Linked DNA regions of Mus musculus: region 2 is linked to region 1. The links are chromatin contacts, called in public HiChIP or PLAC-seq maps. All regions are on one chromosome and are shown on one strand. Each heading gives the region's core, a stretch centred on a gene start, on an enhancer-like site or on the middle of the called end of the contact. The rest is flanking DNA. Distances are from core to core; before and after follow the strand shown.

The links. HiChIP or PLAC-seq counts read pairs in DNA pulled down with a chosen protein or histone mark.
Region 2: an H3K4me3 HiChIP or PLAC-seq map of embryonic stem cells shows a contact between it and region 1, with 38 read pairs. The contact joins the enhancer-like site here to the promoter of Bri3bp in region 1. A contact is called at or near these places in 1 of 15 datasets of contacts at CTCF or cohesin (embryonic stem cells), 3 of 484 Hi-C or Micro-C datasets (embryonic stem cells, liver and nephron progenitors), 6 of 115 datasets of contacts at active chromatin or transcription factors (the SCID.adh cell line, embryonic stem cells and pancreatic cancer cells) and 3 of 9 other capture datasets (adipose tissue, liver and pancreatic islet).

The regions. Positions count from the first base shown.
Region 1 is chr5:125,440,233-125,442,932 of GRCm38.p6, forward strand. It overlaps Bri3bp (Bri3 binding protein), which reads left to right and starts at 1,336. Exons shown (of 3, transcript NM_029752.2): 1 at 1,336-1,660. The coding sequence starts at 1,430.
Region 2 is chr5:125,504,790-125,507,489 of GRCm38.p6, forward strand. Aacs (acetoacetyl-CoA synthetase) reads left to right here. Exons shown (of 18, transcript NM_030210.2): 8 at 1,360-1,507. Among named protein-coding and RNA genes, the nearest start is that of Tmem132b, 26 kb to the right of the region's middle. Within about 2 kb of position 1,427, at least 11 of the 459 cell types and tissues checked have an H3K27ac peak or open chromatin away from gene starts, as enhancers often do. A contact at or near this core is called in embryonic stem cells and pancreatic islet, where this site is marked.

The DNA of each region.
Region 1 (2,700 bases), core at 86-2,585:
ACAAAAAACTAAGTTGTTGTGTGCATGCGAAAGTCAAAAGAGTAGTATCCCAGTGATAGAAATCAGGTTGTCAGACTGTAGCCGAGTCAGAACCTCAGCTATTTGTAGTTGGAATAACAGACCTGAACCATCACTTAGCTTAGTGAGGGCCTCTTTAAGGGTGGTTATGAGCCACCATGTGGTTGGCTGGGATTTGAACTCAGGGCCTCCGGAAGAGCAGTCAGTGCTCTTAACTGCTGAACCATCTCTCCAGCCCCCCCCCCCCCACTTAGCTTTATATTACCATCATTTTGAATTAAAATGTTACATGATTTCTGTTCTCACCCTGTCTGCCCCCAACCCCTCAAATGTATCTCAGTAAATTAACTGATTAATTAAATTAATCAATTTTTTTTCCAGACAAGATTTCTCTGTGTAGTCTTGGCTGTTCTGGAACTCACTCAGTAGACCAGGCTGGCCTAGACATCACAGAGATCCACCTACCTCTGCCTCCTCTTCCTCTTTTTATTTGAAACAGGGCCCCACTATTTAGGGAAGGTTGTACTGGGACTCAGGGTATAACTTCCTCCCTCAGCCTCTCTAGGGTTGGACAGGAATGCACCAAGATGCCCTGAATACGGTTAATGAGGCTCTTAAATTTTTCAAGTTCATAGTCCTCTGGTCTTCTTGACTGCCATGGAGGGTCATATACAAGAAGCTCAGTAGTTTTTCCTGTAGGGAGCCCTGAATTTTGGATTGTGAGTTCCTCTCATCCCTACACACCTGTAAATTGGGGCTCTAGGGCTTTGCTCCTTTAAGTCCTTGTAAGTGGCGTGGTGCCGGTACTTCCTGACACCAGAACTGACTGGCGGGAACAACTCTAGACACCCTCCCCCCTCCCAATCTCTTTTGATGAGTCCTGCGGAAAACCCCCTGATCCCATCAAATCCTTTATATGGGACTGCTCGATGCTAAATCATTGCTCTGGCCCCCTCCTCTCACATCAGCTCGCCTCCCCTGTCCCATCACTAGCTTCTCCTCTCCAACCACTTTATGGCTCGGAAATGCCATCTGTTCTCAGGAGGGGCCTGAGAACGAAAGAACGCGTGCTCCGCGCCGCCTGCTTTTGGGGTGTGGGGAGGTGACACACCTGTCCTTCAGTGTTTTCAAACGCTTGCAAGGATCCGGCCCCGATCAGGAGTGATCCTGTGCAAGCCCCGCAGGCTCTGCGGTGTGCAGCAGAGTTGATACTATCAGCTTCAAGGGTACAGGGGAGGCGTCCCCTAGGGGCTGCGGGTGGGAGGCGGGGCTTCGTGCGCGGGGCGGGGCGGGGCTGCAAGGCGGGGCGGGGCGACGGCGCGCCCACGCGGTGCGGCCCCGGAGCCCTCTCTGGCCGTGTGCTCCGCCCTCTCCCCCTTTCAGCCCCGCGACCCTCCTCCCCTGGCCGAACATGGGCGCGCGCGCGTCCCAGGAGCCCCGGACCCGGGTCCGGGCCGGGTTGCGGGTGCTGCTGCCGGTTCTGCTTCTGGCGCTGCTGCTGCTGGCGCTGGTGGCTCCTGGAGCGCAGGGGGCTCGGGGCCGCGGGGCTGCGGACAAGAACAGCCACCGGCGCGCGACGAGCAGCTTCTCGCAGAGCGTGAGCAGCCTCTTCGGAGAGGACAACGTGCGCGCGGCTCAGAAGGTGGGCGGCGCGCCCGCGGTCACCTTGCCGGGCCTGGAGACCGTTGGGGGTGGGGGGGGCGATCCGAGCTGGGGACAGTCGCGGCCTGCTGCAGCCCGGACCGAGCGCGGCCCCCGGGTGCGCGTGACGCCCGCGCGCTACCCGCCGCGTCTCAATGGTCGACCACTATGAGCCAGGCACTGGGGACGTCCGGGTCCCCGCGCGGCCCGGCCCCATGGGCCTTCTGCCTTCTTCTACCTCTTGCCTCGGAGATAACTGGGCCGAGTTCTCTTTTCCAGGGAGTGATGGGGTCTGAGCTATTGCTTTAGCAACCTGATCGCCTACTGTGTGTTTGGGGTGGGGGTGGGGAACCTCTTGGTTGGAACCTTTGGTTCAGCTTGGGAGCCTAGGGTCTCCGGGACTGGGATGAGCCCCTCCACCAAGGAGCTCTCCCCCGGCTCCTCCTTGGTACCTACGTTGCGTACACCGTACTGAAAAAAGAGAAGTCAAGATGCACGCGGTTCTTTTGCCTTCCTCTCGTTTCCTCCCTGGTCTCTGGTCTCGGGGTTGTGGAGTCCAGAGAACTTTGGGTCCAAGTTGGGGCGCTCCCTCTTTCCAGCAGGATGAGATTAGGTCGGTGACTTCACTTGATGTGTGTGAGTATGGAGTCCAGAAGTCAACCTCAGGTATTCAACTTAAGGAGTCGTCCACCTTTGTATTTTGAGACAAGTTTTCTTATTCCTCCGAAGTTTGAAGATGAGGCCAAGCTGGCTGGCCAGTGGGCCTCTTCGATCTTCGTGCTCCACTTCCCCAGCATCGGGTTTCAAGCGTTCTTGGGCTTGTCCTAGGGTTATACTGGAACCCAGGTCCTTATAGTTGCACAGGAAGTTCTTTATCGCCATCTCTTCCCAGTCCCAGTGACTAACTTTTAGATATTTTGTATTATGTTTATTTGTTGACTGTATTACGTGTGTGTGTGCGCGCACCTATGTGCACATGTACGTACGAAAGTCAGAAGACAGCTTTAGGACATCTTTAAAGTTCTCTGCTTCCACCGTGTG
Region 2 (2,700 bases), core at 177-2,676, 65 kb after region 1:
AGAAAGGACTTTTTCTCAGTGGGAAGTGTCCATTAGACTGGCACTTCATCGAGCAGGGCTGCAGAGGAGGTGTGCGTGGGGGTGCGGCTGTCAGAATCATTTGGAATGTCTTTTTTTAAGGCATTCCTCTGTCCCTGGTCTCCGAGGCATGTCTTCTCATGCCAGGTGGGGCGGGTTTCGGTGTCACAGCCTCAGCAAATCGTTCCGTTTAATGACATCCCACCTCCTTGCTTGGAAGAGAGAGTTTGATTTGTCAGAAAATGGAGACCCGCTGTTCCTGTTTGTTCTGTGGTTCTGGGCCACCCACCTGTGGTGGCTTCTGGTGGCTGTGGGCCTAGGCAGGGCAGGTTTGGCTAAGTTGTATTTATTCTAGGTCAGTCGTTTACACATGGCTGCTGTAGGGCCCAGGATGTAATAAATGGGGCTACATAGATTTGCTTTGTGGTAGCTTTGGGCCTTGCCTTCCTGATGCTGCCTTGCTGCCTCTGCCCCTTCAGGTTCAGGAGTGGGGCAGGCACTCCTGTCCCTGGCTACTCATTGGAAGGTGAAGTATGAACAAGCAAGTGGACTGGTCCACACTGGTCCTGGGTCTGTGGATAGCGGATAGGCTCGCCGTGAGCTAGTCTTCCTAGCAATGTAGAGTGGTATTGATTGTGTGGGTGTGGGTGTCATGTCTCTAAAAGCCAGCCCTTGGGCTGGTGAGATGGCTCAGTGGGTAAGAGCACCCGACTGCTCTTCCGAAGGTCAGGAGTTCAAATCCCAGCAACGACATGGTGGCTCACAACCATCCATAACGAGATCTGATGCCCTCTTCTGGAGTGTCTGAGGACAGCTACAGTGTACTTACATATAATAAATAAATAAATAAATAAATAAATAAATAAATAAATAAATAAAGCTGACGCCCTCTTCTGGAGTGTCTGAGGACAGCTACAGTGTACTTACATATAATAAATAAATAAATAAATAAGTAAATAAATAAATCTGACGCCCTCTTCTGGAGTGTCTGAGGACAGCTACAGTGTACTTACATATAATAAACAAACAAACAAACAAACAAACAAACAAATAAATCTAAAAGCCAGCCCTTGATCCAAGCAAGTCCAGTGCCTAATCTTCATGTTCTGACTCCACCTTTAGCCACCTTGGTTTGGGAGCCTGATGTTTTCCTTCCTCAGGCACAGGGCTTCCTTCCATAGCCACTCAGTATCCGTGGATACCAGGCAAGCCAGTGCTCCAGGCTCTTGTGGTAGATGTGGAGGGATCCTGGGCCATATCTAGCTGGGGGGCAGAATCAGCAGAGCTCTTCTGGCATTCTGGAACGGTCACTGTTGGTTTTTCTCCTGTACCCGCCTACAGTGTGTTCCTGGATGATTTCCTGGCAAGCGGGACCGGCGCGCAGGCGCCGCAGCTCGAGTTTGAGCAGCTGCCCTTCAGCCACCCTCTGTTCATCATGTTCTCCTCAGGCACGACGGGAGCGCCCAAGTGCATGGTGCACTCAGCCGGGGTAGGTGCCCTGCCTCTGCTGGGCTAACAGTCATCAATCAGGCCAGTCGCTTCTGCAGAATCCCCAGGGTGCCGTTTTTTTTCTCTAAATGAGATGTCTAGGGGGAGACCTGGAGCAAGAGAACACTGCAGTCCTGGGGCTGTGGTGGCTGAGATAGGTTGGGGTGGTGTGGGGCGTGATGTAGCCGGGGTGGGATGCACCCAGTGAGCCAGCCGCTCTGACATTGCAGATTGTGGGGCCGACGGGGGATTGTGTGTACTGACTTATAACCTGGGTTCCTATGTTCATGAGACGGCTTTTGAAAGCAGGGTCCCGTTCCCTCCTCCAGCTTACTCAGGGCCAGGGCTGCGGCTCAGTGTCATGGCTTCTGCCCAGCACATGTCCACCCTGGGTTCCCTTCCCTGCACTCAAAGAAATAAGATGAAACTCTTGTTTGAGACCCAGAGAACCTTACTCTGTCACCTCCCTGAGGGAACTCGGTCTGCCTGGGCATTTAACAATCAAATGCTAAGCGTGGGATGAACCTGGGGGAGAAAGGCATTGCTTTCATTTGAGCTTAGACTGTGAGGGTGACAAACAGGCACATGGGTGTGACCCTTGGGAGGATGCTCACTCTTGCTGCAGATCCACAGTAGCGGAGGGAGCAGAGACCCCTCTGGGAGGGAGGGGGTTTCTGTGGCTGTGGTAGATTCCCCATCGGAAAGCAGCTTAGAGGAGAAAGGGGGTTCTCCTGGCTTACAGGTCCCAGCAGGGCAACAGGAATGCAAGACCACCTGGCAGCCAGGAAGTGGAGAACAGGAAGTGGGGCCAGACTTTTTTTTTTTTAATATTTTGGATGATTTTTATTTCACACGATACTATCTGATAACATGATTTATTCTTTGCAAAATATTCACTTTTTGTATCCCATTTATGTTTAAAATCTAAAAATTAGAAGAATTATTCTTACCATTTCAACAAAGAAACCTTAAGAGTATAATAAGAACATCTTTTCTTTTTTTTTTTCTTGGATATTTTCTTCATGTACATTTCAAATGCTATCCCAAAAGTCCCCTATACCCTCTGCGTCCCGTCCCGTCCCGTCCCGCCCTGCCCCCCCCCCCCCCCCCCCCCCCGCTCCCCTACTCACTCACTCCCACTTCTTGGCCCTGGCTTTCCCCTGTACTGGGGCATATAAAGTTTGCTAGACCAAG